2 separate regions of the Mus musculus genome follow, and region 2 is linked to region 1. A link is a contact called in public promoter capture Hi-C data. All regions are on one chromosome and are shown on one strand. Each heading gives the region's core, a stretch centred on a gene start, on an enhancer-like site or on the middle of the called end of the contact. The rest is flanking DNA. Distances are from core to core; before and after follow the strand shown.

Region 1 (7,455 bases), core at 3,442-5,941:
ACGGCAAACGGGGCAAGTACAAAGAGGCTGAGCCACTGTGCAAGAGAGCACTGGAGATCCGGGAGAAGGTGGGAGCAGGCAGGGCCAAGAGTGCTGGGCAGACAGTAGAATCTGGGCAACTCTGAACCCGACCGCTGACTCTTACCAGGTCCTGGGCAAGTTTCACCCAGATGTGGCCAAGCAGCTCAGCAACCTGGCCTTGCTGTGCCAGAACCAGGGCAAAGCTGAGGAGGTGGAATACTACTACCGGAGAGCCCTGGAGATCTATGCCACACGCCTTGGTCCTGATGACCCCAATGTGGCGAAGACCAAGAACAACCTGGTGCTCTGTGGCTGGGCGGGAGGCTGGAAAGGAAGGAGGCAGGGAGGGAGAGGGCTGATGTCCAGGAGGAAGGAGAAAGAAAACTAAGCTCCCTGCAGGCTGCTTACCCACTGTCTCTGCCATCCAGGCTTCCTGCTACCTGAAACAGGGCAAGTACCAGGATGCAGAGACCCTGTACAAGGAGATCCTTACCCGTGCGCACGAGAAGGAGTTTGGCTCAGTCAATGGTGAGTCCATAGTTGCTATGTACCTCCAGTTCATTTAACACATGCTTACTCAGCCAGGAGTACCCAGGGCAGTACTTGGCCTTGCAAGCCATCTTGCCTAGAGTTTGGCAGAAGCCCAGACACACCTTCAGGAACCCATCCACCCAATTCAATGCCCTGGCCAGACAAATTGACAAACCCCCTGCTCAGTCAGTCTTTTGCTCTCTGTCTCTATCTCTGTCTCTCTCTGAGACAAGGTCTGACTATGTAGCCCTGGCTGTCCTGGAACTTACTATGTAGACCAGGCTGGCCTCAAACTCACAGAGATCTGCCTGCCTCTGCCTCTGAGTACTGGGATTAAAGGCGTCTATCAGTACACCCAGTCTCCTCTTTCTCTACATGACAATTTCCATTCACTTTGAGGGCTGGCCCGAGTGTCTTTTCTTCCCCGGAACAACCTTCTGGCCATTTCCTGATCCCCATTCCTCACCCTGGCCCATCATTCAGGCCCATCACCAGTCTCTAGTCCAAGGTGTATAAGGGCCTTCCCCATTACTCCTGTTCCATGTGGCTGGTTCATCTGGGTCCAGAGGATGGCCAGTGATGTTCTGGGTTTGCCTCTTGTTCTTCTATTCAACAAAGCCCAGTTTGGGTCATTCCTACATAGCCCTGACATTACTCCCATGTGCAGCCCGATTGGAGAGATCTGTGTGGCAGGCAGGTGACAGTCCTTCCCTTCTAGGAGAGAACAAGCCCATCTGGATGCACGCAGAGGAGCGCGAGGAGAGCAAGGTGGGCAGCTGTGGGCAGCTGGCAGGTGTAGGGCGGCTCTGAGGCTGGGATGGAAGGAGCCTGGCTTACTCCCGGCTCTCAACTGACTGGTCTCTCCCTCAGGATAAGCGCCGGGACAGCGCCCCCTATGGGGAGTATGGCAGCTGGTACAAAGCCTGTAAAGTTGACAGGTGAGGGCTGATGGGCCTGGGGCAGGAGGAGAATGAGTACCAGGGAAGTAGCATCCTTGGTGAGGGAGACCCAGGCCTCAGACTATCCTCACTCCTGTGACGCCTCTCTCATGCTAGCTCACCTCTCAAGGCCCTGACCCAAAACACTATCTGCCCCGTGACAGTTTGGCCCACTCACTGCTGGGTCCCCAGCTTCTGATCCTGGTGGCAGCATCCTAGAAATCTAGGGCTAGGCCAGGTCTTTCAGAATGGGAGAGACCAGTGGGTTTACCACAGGCTTAGGCAGGTGGGGAAAGGCAGATTCTGCGTGGCCTGTTTGCTCGATATTAGACCCCCATGTGATATCTGTCCACAGTCCCACAGTCAACACCACTCTGCGAAGCTTGGGCGCCCTGTACCGGCGCCAGGGCAAGCTGGAAGCCGCACACACACTGGAAGACTGTGCCAGCCGCAGCCGCAAACAGGTAGGGCTTTCATGGTGGAGGAGGATAAGTAGAGACCTATGAGGCTCCATGTGTGCTTTAGTCAGGTCTGATGCTTCCTGCCCCCTTCAGGGCCTGGATCCTGCCAGCCAGACCAAGGTGGTAGAACTGTTAAAAGATGGCAGTGGTGGACGAGGACACCGCCGTGGCAGCAGAGATGTGGCTGGGCCTCAATCTGAGTCGGACCTGGAGGAGTCAGGGCCTGCAGCTGAGTGGAGTGGGGTGAGTGTGGAGGCTGAGGAGGGCTGTAAGACTACAAAGCAGGGCCTAGAGACTGTTCTTCCCACAGGACGGCAGCGGCTCTCTGCGGCGCAGTGGCTCCTTTGGGAAGCTCCGGGATGCTCTGAGACGCAGCAGTGAGATGCTGGTGAGGAAGCTGCAGGGAGGGGGCCCACAGGAGCCCCCTAACTCTAGGTGAGCTGCTGACCCTCCCATCCCTCTCGGAAAACACTGTCACCAGATCTGCTTTATCATGCCCTCCATCCCAGACCCAACCTGGTATCCCTTTATTATCTCACCTAATATTAACAAATCCTGGCCCTCCTTTTTCTCAGGATGAAGAGGGCCAGCTCTCTTAACTTCCTTAACAAGAGTGTGGAAGAGCCAGTCCAGGTAAGAATGGAGGGCACCTGGTACTAGGCAGCCTAGACCCAGGCCTCTGGGCCCTGTTTTTACTGTGTATGGCCCCACCCAACTTCCCCTGGTGAGTCTTTAGCCAACCACTGCTCTGGTTTCAGGCGGAGATTGGTAGAAACAAGTGGAGGGAGAGGTCAGATAAAGGGAAAACTCTTGCCTTGGGGCAGAGATCCAGTCAACCAGTTCCCACTTGAAGCTCTCAGGTCCTGGTTGTGAGCTAAACTTTAACTTTGGCCAGTCTTAGACTGGCTGTATTTGCACAGGGCACCTAGTTTGGCCCTTTTATCATCCCTTCCTCTTCTGGAATGCTGCGTGTGTGTCGTCCCCCCACCCCCCACGTCCCCCTTCACTCCCAACAGTTTAGGACTAAGCTGCATCCTCTGCCCACAGCCTGGAGGCACGGGTCTTTCTGACAGCCGCACTTTGAGCTCCAGCTCCATGGACCTCTCTCGAAGAAGCTCCCTGGTGGGCTAAAGCTGAAGGGGCAGCCAGTCACCAGAGCCTCCATCCGACATGGTCCCTTCCCCCAGCCCTGCGCATGGGCCTGCTGCTTGTCCTGCCTGCCCCTCCCAAGGACCCCTGTCTTTTCTGTTCAATCTCAGGGTAACTTCCTCCCTTGTCATCTCAGCCATGGCCCTGGAGGACGGTCCTGCCGGCTCCAGCTCTGCTCCTTATTTATTCTTCCAGCAGGGGGCCTTTCTTCCCTGAGTTCAGGGCCTGTGGGAGTGGTGGCCTGTCTACCCAGCCCCAAAGCCAAGAACACTAAGTACTTGCTGTCCCCTCAGCACCTTTGCCCTCCACTCCCGGCCGTTGCTTCTGTATATAGAGAAATAAGTTATTGGCCGTGTGTCATCCTCTCAGCCCTCCTCTCAGTCCACGGTATTCCCGGGCCACCACCTGCCTCTCTCTTATCCAGTGGTACCGCCCAGGCCTTAAATCACCCCGTTCCCAGTGGTGGTATCTCCCAAGCTTCAAGTTCTGGGACCAGAGCCTCCCAAAAGGGGTCCCTAGACCTCTTCGCCTGGTCTTGGAGGGATTCGTTCCACTCCATCTTGCAAATGCCCAGACCCTCACACCACAGGGCCCTGTGCTGCTTCCGGGGACTTAATGCACTGTCCTCCCCCACCCCGCCCCCACCCCAGCCCCTCCCAGGCATGGCCTGACCCCACCCTGGGCACAGCCCATTGAGCCATCCTGCCACGCCATCCTTGCCTCAGCTTCTGATGTCCCCCTTCCTCCCACACAGTAGGAGGGGCTACCCCATTTGTTGGGTAAGGCAGTCACTCTCTATTTTCAGATGTTGCTGTAGAAATAAAGACGATTTGAATCTGAACCGGGCTTGTTTTGAGGAGTCCCAGAGCCCCTGAGCATCCCTTGAGTCGGGTGGAATCGGGAGAGGCTGCGGGAGTGAGGGATACAGGATACACACGCATATCATTCCCTGCCCTCGAGGCTGGAACTAATACTCTGCCATTATCCTGAACTGTTTGGGGGGGATGCTACAGATTTTGGGGTTGCACCTAACACATGCCCTTATGGGGTTCTAGACAATTCTGCCTGTTATGACTTCTTAATACGTTCTTGGACTGAGCTTCCTGAGATGGTTTTTCATATATGTAATACTAGTGATCATATAATCCTGGTACTAAGGCTGCAGTGTCCATTCCACGAAGAACACTGAATAAGTCAAAATTTTCTGGTCCTAAATACGCTACACCTTTTAGTTTCAATCTGCGAACCGAGAGGGTAAAAGTGGCTGCCCACCTCAGAGGCGAAGTATACCTACCTACCCCGGTACTAAACAAGATCCAAACTTGCAGATTAGGTAGCCCAACGAAGATTTTTTTGTAGCTGGGTCGGTTCAGTGATTGGGAAGACTACAGACCCCAGAAGGCCGTTCGCGGGTGGCTTCTGGAGAGTGCACGGCCGCTCTGTTCCCTGAGTTGCGCCTGCGCAGCAGTGGCAAGTCGAATATCCATGGAAACTACAGGTTCCGCAAGGCAGCGCGGCGCAACCCGAGTCGGAAGGATTTGCGCCTGCGCGGCGCGGGCGGGGCCTCTAGGGCGGAGTGGCAACCATCTTGGAACGGGAGGCGGAGCAGAGCCGACTGGGAGCGACCGAGCGGGCCACCGCTGCCGCCATGAACCCCGAATAGTGAGTGAGCCCCGCCCGCGCCGTGCGGCGCAGCCTCGATCCTGTCTATGGGGCTATATGCTTGCCGAAGTTGTCTGGCCTTGGTCAGAACTGCGCGGCGCCCCCACATCCGGGTCCCTCTTCCGCTGACCCCCCCCTTACATCCGGGTCCTGCCCCTCCCCCCGGGATCCCCAGGACCCCGACTCAACACCCCGAGTTCTGCAGCCCGAGGCCCGGAGGCTGCAGCCTGAATGGGCAGCACTTGGAGCCCGCAGCACCAGCCCTCACAGGCCTTTTTGGTTAGGTGACCGTGCAGATTTGGTCTCCCTGAGCTTCAATTTTCCCACCTACAGCTTGACCAAGGGCAGGCGGTTTGGAGCCCATCGCTAGAGTTTCTGATCTCCACAGTCGAGTACTTTGAGTTGGGCTGTGAACCTCTCTGCCTTTGCCTTTCTTCTGGAGCCTCGGTCCCAGGGCTGGCCTAGAAGCTAACAAGACAAGAGGGGACCCCCAAGTCCCTGTTTGATTCACATCCCCTGCAGATCCTTTCCTCCGAGGCTACCATTTGCCCTGCTTGGGTCGTGCTGTCATGGTGCTCCCGGCGGTCTGTTCTTTTCTGTCCTCTCACCTTTGCTCGGGCCTTCAGTGCCACTGTCAGCTGGCTTCCTGTCACACTGCCAAAGAACTTTAGGTGAATGTGGAGTTTGCTTGCTCCCTTGGAGTAGAATTTTTATTCCTCAAGCCCAAACCCTTTGGAGTAGATGGCCGGCATGCAGTTTTGCACCCACGTTATCTTCTTCCCTGTCTCCACTTCCTTTTTCTTCCCCAACTCGAGGCCTCAGATTTCCTTGAGGAGGCTCGAACTCAGAAGTGGGCTTAGGAGGGGGAAGCTACCGGCTGGCTGTCAAAGAGCTTGGAATCTGACAGGCCTGGTTTCCAGTCTCACAGTTTTCAACTGCTTAGGGCAAGTCACCTCCCTTCTGTGACCTCTGGCTTCCTCAGTGGTTGGAAATAACACTCACCCACTTGTGTGCACTGTTGTGAGGGTTTAGTAAAGGGTGATTTCAAGTGCTTCACACAGGGTCAGTTCCAGTTTAGTATTGACGGCTGCTTCCATGGCCACTTGTTGACTGCCTCCTGTTAGTGTGACTTCATCTCAGGCTCTTTCACATTTGTTTTTTGTTTTGGATTTTTCAGACAGGGTTTCTCTGCAGCCCTGGCTGTCCTGAAACTCACTCTGTAGACCAGGTTGGCCTAGGACTCAGAATTCTGTCTGCCTCTGCCAAGAGGCAAGCACCGTCCTCCCCTCACCACACACAGACACACACACACATACACACACTCACACACTCACTCATCACCTCCCATTCCAGCTTCATATTTATTTTGACTTTATGGGTCAGGTTTCCCTTTTGGGTCCTAGACTGGCATACTGTATGGCCTAATGTGATTTTCTTAGTTTTTACCAAATGATACCACATATCTCTTAGCAAACTGTGCTAGCTTATTGGGGGCTAATAAGGGTCAATTTTTTTTACTTACTTTTGTCCCTTTTTCAGAACAGTAGAAGGCTCTAGTGAGCACCGTAGTAGACCAAGCAGAAGTATGCCTTACAGTCCTGCTGTGCTTAGTGCAGGAAGGGACAGGGGAGGACTTCCTGCTTGCCTTCATACCTTCCCATCTTCTCTCGCCAGTGACTACCTGTTTAAGCTGCTTTTGATTGGTGACTCCGGCGTGGGCAAGTCGTGCCTGCTCCTGCGGTTTGCTGTGAGTAAGAAGCACCCCTCTATTATCCACTTGGGGTTCAGGCTGCCACTGGGAGGAAGAAGGGGCAACTCAGAACTCAGTGTAGTTGCAAGTCCTAAGAACCAAGAGTGAGGCTGCTGGAGCCGCCACAGCGAGGGCCCAGGCCTTCCTTGCAAGTTGGGGAGCTTAGAACCTCGCCTGGCACAGTGAGGAGCACAGCAGGGCAGGGACCTGTCTGCTCAGTCCGTTTCACCAGCCACAACCTTTCAGGATGACACTTACACAGAGAGCTACATCAGCACCATCGGTGTGGATTTCAAGATTCGAACCATTGAGCTGGACGGCAAAACCATCAAACTGCAGATTGTGAGTATGACCCCTCTCCAGCCCTCAGGCAAAAGTGGCTTCCTCGGGGTGGGAGTTCTCCCGTGGCTGACCTACCCTTTTCCTCCTGACTCGTAGTGGGACACAGCTGGTCAGGAGCGGTTCAGGACCATCACTTCCAGCTACTATCGCGGGGCTCATGGCATCATTGTGGTGTATGACGTCACTGACCAGGTACCGCTTGCAGCCTTGCCTCCTTAGCCTTGAGTTTTGATTCTTGCTGCTTTTCCTGTTTTCATTTTCCTTAAGCTTTCTAGAAGGGAGACACTATATTGAATCGCTCCATAAAAAGGAAATGGATCCTACCAAACCCTGTCATGGAGTCTTGATAGAACCAGGCTTCATGGCTCCTGCCACTTTATTCTAGACTTTCTAGACTACCATGTTTGGTGACAGTTAATCAGCTGGTTGGTTGCTCTTGGTTCCATGCTTCCTGTCTCCAGATTCGAGGAGCAATTGGAAGGCTTTAGACAACACGTGAAGGAGTCCGGTGTAAGCAGAGATTCTGAAATCCTGTATCTGCTGTGGTGGCTTCAGTCATGTGTCACACTGGCAGCAGCCAACAATTGTCCTGAGTGTGTCT
Region 2 (7,455 bases), core at 1,650-4,149, 160 kb after region 1:
TTGCTGATACCTCTTGAACGCTGGAATAAAACTGGTGGTGTGGGAGCCCTTCTGCTTCCCACCTGGACTGGGCCAGCATCAGGTATATCCGGAAACTGTAACCCAGAAAAAACCGTTGAGTCTTGGCAAACTCTTAATCCTTTACTGTTGGGTGGTAACAATGGGAGTTTCAATTGTTGGCTCTGTACTTGTGAAACCTGAAGCAAGCATCCCTCCCTCTCTGGGACCCATTTCCTCGATGTAAACTGAATAATAATAAGTCTCTGGCGGATGGTGTTGGGTTACAGAAGGGGGACTGCCTCTATAGTACAGGCCTTCAGAGTAGAAACCATCCTCCAGTGAGGGATTTGTGTGGCCTTCTGAGTGGCATCGAGGAAGTTCCTTTATGACCAACGAGTGAGTTTCTTTGGCTCAAAACAGTTGGCAAAGCAGTTGGTGTTTTTCATGGTCTTAGGCAGGGAGTTAGTGGAATGGATGTGGGGCTTAGAGAGTCTGGGAGTTTGGGGGTGAGATTGCATTTGCTCCCTTTTAGGAACAAGTGAGTCAACTTCCACTCATCCTCTGTGGCAGGAGTCACAGGCCATGTTCTCTGCGCATAGGTCCTTGATTTCCTCGGAAAACACATTTCAAACTCTGGGGCTAGGGCAGAGGTGTAGTTTGGTTGGTAAAGTGCTAGCCTAGCACCTGTGAATCACTGTGTTTGATCCCAGGCACTGAATAAACTAGGTGTGGTGCCTCACACCTGTAATCCCGGCACGGGAAAAATGAAAAGCGGAGGCAGGAGACTCAGAAGGTTGTCCTCTGAGTTCAAGGGTAGCCTGAACTGCCTCAGAACAAATGAGCAATTCAGGGGTTAACTGGCCATTGGGATATCGTTCCAGACCAGGAGGTACTAAGCAGAAGAGACCACAACTGAGTCTCTCTCTCTCTCTCTCTCTCTCTCTCTCTTTTTATTAGATATTTTCTTTATTTACATTTCAAATGTTATCCCCTTTCCTAGTTTCCCTCCCGAAAATCCCCTATCCCTTCCTCCCACCCCCTGCTCACTAACCCACCCACTCCCACTCCCTGGACCAAGCATTCCCCTATACTGGGACAGGACCAAGGGCCTCTCCTCCCATTGATGACCGACTAGGCCATCCTCTGCTACATATGCAGCTAGAGCCATGAGTCTCTCCGTGTGTTTTCTTTGATTGGTGGTTTAGTCTCAGGGAGCTCTGAGGTTACCAGTTAGTTCATATTGTTGTTCCTCCTATAGGGCTGCAAACCCTTTCAGCTCCTTGGGTACCTCATCTAGCTCCTTCATTGGGGACCCTGTGCTCTGTCTAATGGATGACTGTGAGCATCTACTTCTGTATTAGCCAGGCACTGGCAGAACCTCTCAGGAAACAGCTATATATCAGACTCCTATCAGCAAGCTCTTCTTGGCATCTGCAATAGTGTCTGGGTTTGGTAGTTGCACAACTGAGTCCATCTCTAGTTCATGGCAGCTTTCAAAGTCAGGAGTTCATCAGGTTTGGCGGCCCTTGCTTTTAACTCCAGCTTTTTGGAGGCTAGTCTGATGATGTACATGGTGAGCTCCAGGCCATTCAGGGGTATACAGTGAGACTCTCAAAACTAACAAACAAGCAAACAAAGTAAGGGGACTAGAGATGGCTCAGTGGCTAAGTGCAATGGCTGCTTGCTCTTTCAGAGAGCCTGGGTTTTTATTATTATTATTATTATTATTATTATTATTATTATTATTAGACAGGGTTTCTCTGTATAGTCCTGGCTGTCCTGTAACTCACTCTGTAGACCAGGCTGGCCTTGAACTCAGAAATCCGCCTGCCTCTGCCTCCCAAGTGCTGGGATTAAAGGCTTGCGCCACCACTGCCCAGCTCTGGGTTTGATACTTAGCACTGGCATGGTGGCTCACAACTGTTTGTAACTCCAGTCCCAGAGAATTCGAGTTTCTGGCCTCTGTTGGCACCAGGTAGGCATACAAGTGGTGCACAACCATACACGGAAGCAAAATACTCATATACATGAAAATAGATTTAATATAAAAAAAATAATGAGTCGTTCAAGGGCTGGAGATGTTGGTAAGTGGTAAAGTGTTTATCAAGGTGTATGAAGCCATGGGCCAGATCCTCTCTTGGTTCCTTTGTAGCAAGCCATTTCTGTAAATCTGTTTTGTGGCATCGGGGACAGGGGTGACAGGCCACAATTATCGTACCCGCCTTCCAAGGATTACAGGACTTAATTTGCCCAAATTCAACCCAGAGAGCCTGGTACTGACAGAAGAAAGCCTGTGGCCCTGAGGGACCGAGCACCCCAAAGTGGGCTTTCCTTTGAGGCTTTGCAAAGGATAGAAGCATGCTGTTGGGAGGGGAGGTCAGTGATTCATGTCTCTGGACACCAAGGAGGCCAGAGCTCACTGATTGTTGCACAGAGAGAAAGTGGTCGCGCTGAACTGAAAGACAGATCTGCACTCGAGACAACCGCAGTGGCTTTCCTCAGCCTCCACGGGTGATGCACCTTCCTCCGCCTCTTCTAGTAGTTTCCTTCCCTCTGTTTGCTCTGGGCTTCTCTGTAATTCCGAGATTTCCCCATAAAGGAGGCGGGGTCTTGGAGCAGCGGGTGGGCAGTCGCTAGTCTTAGGTTGGGAAAAGGAGCCTCTAGATTACTGTGTGAAAGGAGGCTCCGGTCTCGGGGAGAACCTAGAAGACCCCAGAATGAGGGTGAGGTGTCCGGAGCCTGGAATAAGAGAGGGGTCTTGTAGACAACCTCTTTGGCTTCCCAGACTACAGCCAGGCTTAAGCCGCAGGAGGCGGAGCCTCGGGGTAAGGTGGGGCCTCTAGGGGCGGAGCCGGGGCGGGGCGTGGGGCAAGGGGTGGGGCGTGGAGGTTTGTGTGCACATCCCTCCCTCCTCCGGGCCTCGGGTGTCCCCGTGACGAGGCTGCACCGAGCAGCCGCGGGCCGGGCCCATCCCGCCGCGGCAGTCCCGGGGCGCAGTAGAGGTGAGGCGGGTGGGGGCCAGCAGCACACAGAGAGCCCCAGAACGCCGCCAGGTGAGGCTGGCGAGGTGGGGGGCGGGGGGCTGTGTTGGGCGTGCGTTGGGGGCGTGTTTGAGTATCTGGGGGTGGCGGGGTTAAGAGAGCGGGTCTGAGGGCTGGCGCCTGTGGCTGTTAGCGCGGAGGCGCGTCTCTGCCGTAGGAGTTCTTGGGTATGCTGTGCCAGTCTAGGCACTGCCCGCGGGACTGACAGCGTGCGCGCGCGTATTTGTGAGGGGCCGCCTGGTGTGTATCTGCGTATGCTGTCATTGTGCCCTTCCCGAGCACGGGGTGCAGGCCTGCCTCTGCGCAGACCTTCCAACGTTGGGGCTGTTAACAGCCTGCGGGCGACTGACTCTGCTGCAGGAGGTGCCCGACTGGGGAGCGCCGCCCCCACAGGCCTCCAGAGACCTAAGCGGCCTGAGGACCACAGACAGACACCTGAGGGAGGGAGGGATCTGGAGGCCTGCCTGCATTGCCAGGCTAAGATAGGGAGACTGAGTCAGGTGGGTGGTAAGACAAAGGCAGACAGATAGAGGAAGGATAGAAGTAGGGACCGGAGTGGGGCGAGAACAGGCAGAAAAGGACGTGCTGGGAGGACAGAGAGTCATTGAGAACAGACAGACTGACAGAGGCCTAGACCTGCTGCAAAAAGGGCAATAAGATTAGAATGAAGACAGACACCCAAGAACCTGACAGAGAGCTTAACTGAGGTCTTGGGGTTAAGAGCTTAAGCCAGGAATTAAGTCTGAGTCTAGAGGTCTCTTAAGTCCTGGCTGCCCCTCTGCCAAACACATTCCATCCAAAGTTGGTATATTGCTCTAACCGACCAAACACTCTGACTCTGATTTTGCCATTTGTTTCTTGGTCTTGTCTCACCAGTCTCCCTCCTTGGTATCCCAGCAACCTCACCATTTGGGGGAAAGGAAGTAGTTATAATAACAAGTGTTGACGGACCATTCTTGCCTTGTGTCTAGCCAGAGCCTGAGAGGAGCTGGGGTGGGAAGTTGCAAGGTTCTTTTCTCTTCTCCCACTGTGCTCAGAATGGTGCTGGAAGGAAACCCTGACGTGGGATCCCCCCGGACCTCAGACCTCCAGCACCCGGGGAGCCAGGGCTCTTGCATCCTGTCTTGTCCTGGTGAAGAAGCACTGGCAGGCGAGGAGCCCATCAAGTATGGTGAACTCATCGTTCTGGGGTGAGCCTCCCTAGTCCAGGAGTGATGTGCTTGGGTAACTGTCCCTCAGGTCAGCCAAGATAACAGTGTGCACCGGCTGCTCTCCCAGGACTCTCTGCTTCTTGCCACTTTCCCAGAAGAAGAGCAAAAGTGATCAAACCCATTTCTGTTGTTTTGTTTTGGAGACAGGGTTTCTCATAGCCTTGGCCTGGAACTTGATGAGTAGACCAGGGTAGCCTTGAACTCGGAGATCCACCTGTCTCTGCCTCCCAAGTACTGGGATTAGAGGTATACACCACAACCAGCAGCCGGAGGCAATTCTTAAAGCTGCTCACCACAGTTTGTAATCAGCTAAGAAAAAGAATAGCAAAAAAAGAGTCTGTAAAGCACCTACTGTGTGTAAGTGTGGGATAAAGAATTCTGATTCTGCACAAAAGGTTCCAATTCTACTTCAGCAAGTTGTCAAACTTTCCTGTGCTTTTGTGTCCTTTTTTTTTTTTTTTTTTTTTTTTTTTTTTTTTTTTTGGTTTTTCGAGACAGGGTTTCTCTGTATAGCCCTGGCTGTCCACTTTGTAGACCAGGCTGGCCTCGAACTCAGAAATCTGCCTGCCTCCGCCTCCCGAGTGCTGGGATTAAAGGCGTGCACCACCACGCCCGGCTTGTGTCCTCATTTTGAAGACAAGGTTGATTCTAGCCTCCCAAAGCTTACCTGAAAGAAAGAAAGGTGGAAGAGATTTTTGTAAAGTACATAGACTGGTACTCAGCACATACCAAGCATCTGGGAGGCAGGTAGTACGAAGTTGTGGACATTACTTCATCTCAACCCTCACAAAGATGCTGCGAGGAAGGAGGTGAAGTAAATGAGGCTCAGAGAGGGGAAGTGACTGGTCCAAAAGCACACAGCTCATAAGTGGGAGGGTTGGGATTTGAACCCAGATCTTCTTAATTGTAGGTCTAGCACACTACACTAAGCTGCAGCTCCTCCTCGCATTACAGACGAGAAAGTGGAGGTTATTACAGAGAAATCGATGGGGCTTGCTCTGGTCTTTGCCTGCCTGGACACCTGCATCTTCCATGAAACCCTTCCCCCAGACACAGATGTGTCTCCCTCTGCTGATCCGCTGTCAGATCATGGTGAAGATTAACTATGTAGCACTGGCTGTCACTTGGTCACTTTTATGTGCCACCTTGCCTTTTTTCAAATACCCACAATAGCCAACTCATATCAAGACCTTGCTATAAGAGTAGCAAACTCTATCAAGCATTTTAAAGCACTTTATCTTGTTTAGTTCTCAAAATCAATATTCCAAGTAGGTTCTGACAGATGAGTTCCATTTTATAGAGGTTGTGTGATGAGTTGAAGAGTGGATGTGTGCCAGGCTCCTGTGAGCCCTCAGCCTGTATCCTGGCCTGTCTCCCTCTAGGCTTGCCACTGCTGGTACGTGAGAAGTGCTCACAAGGGTAAATGAGATGTTCCTCATGGAGGAGCGTATATCTGAAAAGCAGCTGCTTCACGTCCTGACAGAGGGAAGGGCTGTATTTCTATCTGGGTGAAGGCAGCTCTCTGTCCTAAGAGGAGGAGGGAAGCCACACTGTGCACAGTGCTACGAGGGAACACATGGAAATCACAGAGGCTGGCGTAGTGCACACACCTGACTCCCAGCACTCACGAGGGAGCAACCATGGTTGCCCCCAAAATCAACAAAAAGAAGAGAGAGGGAATAAAGGAGAGAGATGAGAGAAAAGAAAATAGGAGATATAGAGAAGAACCCCACACCTCGAGAGGCAGAATCTCTGGATGGGTCTAGCGAATATGAATTTAAACAAACTCACCAGGAAATTCTAATTGGTCCTATATTTGGCATCTTCTTGTCTCCCTTTTTGAGACAGGGTCTCACAGAGCTCAGGCCGGCTTCCATCACTCTCCCTATGTAGCTGAAGATGACCTTGAGCTCCTGATCTGTATTCCTCCCAAGTTACAGGCATGAGCCAGCAGACTGCAGTCTGTGGTGCTGGGACTGCAGGCATGAGCCAGCAGACTGCAGTCTGTGGTGCTGGGACTGCAGGCATGAGCCAGCAGACTGCAGTCTGTGGTGCTGGGACTGCAGGCATGAGCCAGCAGACTGCAGTCTGTGGTGCTGGGACTGCAGGCATGAGCCAGCAGACTGCAGTCTGTGGTGCTGGGACTGCAGGCATGAGCCAGCAGACTGCAGTCTGTGGTGCTGGGACTGCAGGCATGAGCCAGCAGACTGCAGTCTGTGGTGCTGGGACTGCAGGCATGAGCCAGCAGACTGCAGTCTGTGGTGCTGGGACTGCAGGCATGAGCCAGCAGACTGCAGTCTGTGGTGCTGGGACTGCAGGCATGAGCCAGCAGACTGCAGTCTGTGGTGCTGGGACTGCAGGCATGAGCCAGCAGACTGCAGTCTGTGGTGCTGGGACTGCAGGCATGAGCCAGCAGACTGCAGTCTGTGGTGCTGGGATTACAGGCATGAGCCAGCAGACTTCGGTCTGTGGTGCTGGGATTGGAACGCAGGGTGTTGCTCATGCTAGGCCAGTACTCTACCCACCGAGCTCCACCCCCAGCCCTAGGTTCAGCCACTTCTGATATTCTTCTCCAAAGCTTTCTGTGCCTCCCCACTTCTTAGAGAAAAGCATTCTTAGCTTGTTATTCTTATCACTATACCACCCAAGTCACTAAATCTTAGTCCTCAGGGCCTTGGCTCAAAACCCAATAATTTTTGGCAAATCTAGGTGAGTGTGACTACAGTCCAGTGACCACAGTCCAGCCTTTTGTTGTTGTTGCTGCTGCTGTTATTGTCTTTGCTTCTTAGCTTGAGACAACTCATTTTACCTCCCTGGGCTTTCACTTGTCTAATTTATAAAGTAGGAAGAAAGCCATTTGCCTGGCAGGACATTCTGCAGATTCCATTAGGTAATTAAAAACACGAAGGATCAGGAAAAGAGGCAGCCATCCCCAGCAGCAATCAAGGCAATGGCTCACCTCAGCCTTGATTCTCATGGTCATTCCCCCTGAATAAAAGCTGGAAAGAAAGGTGGAAATTAGACACGTGTGGAGATAATGAGGAGGAATTAGAAGGTGTTTTCTTCTTGGTCATTTTCGGACGCCGTATGATGAAAGCTCCTTTGCTGCAGATGAAGTCTTTACAGTTCTTCAAGGCCCAACATAGGTGTTTCCTCTCCCGGAATCCTGATTCTGGGGTTATTCCCACCTCCTCCCACTGGGC

Evidence for each region. Promoter capture Hi-C pulls out the DNA fragments that hold promoters and counts their contacts.
Region 2: a promoter capture Hi-C map of liver shows a contact between it and region 1. The contact joins the promoter of Peli3 here to the promoter of Rab1b in region 1. A contact is called at or near these places in 3 of 39 promoter capture datasets (the SN4741 cell line, liver and pre-B cells), 2 of 484 Hi-C or Micro-C datasets (both in embryonic stem cells), 2 of 115 datasets of contacts at active chromatin or transcription factors (bone marrow-derived macrophages and pancreatic cancer cells) and 2 of 9 other capture datasets (adipose tissue and liver).

The regions. Positions count from the first base shown.
Region 1 is chr19:5,104,232-5,111,686 of GRCm38.p6, reverse strand. Rab1b (RAB1B, member RAS oncogene family) reads left to right here and starts at 4,691. Exons shown (of 6, transcript NM_029576.3): 1 at 4,691-4,762; 2 at 6,437-6,509; 3 at 6,759-6,854; 4 at 6,951-7,046. The coding sequence starts at 4,749. It overlaps Klc2 (kinesin light chain 2), which reads left to right. Exons shown (of 16, transcript NM_008451.3): 7 at 1-68; 8 at 149-322; 9 at 450-549; 10 at 1,271-1,320; 11 at 1,423-1,490; 12 at 1,846-1,954; 13 at 2,045-2,194; 14 at 2,262-2,386; 15 at 2,527-2,584; 16 at 2,999-3,941. The coding sequence ends at 3,082.
Region 2 is chr19:4,938,536-4,945,990 of GRCm38.p6, reverse strand. Peli3 (pellino 3) reads left to right here and starts at 2,899. Exons shown (of 7, transcript NM_172835.3): 1 at 2,899-3,053; 2 at 4,079-4,231. The coding sequence starts at 4,080.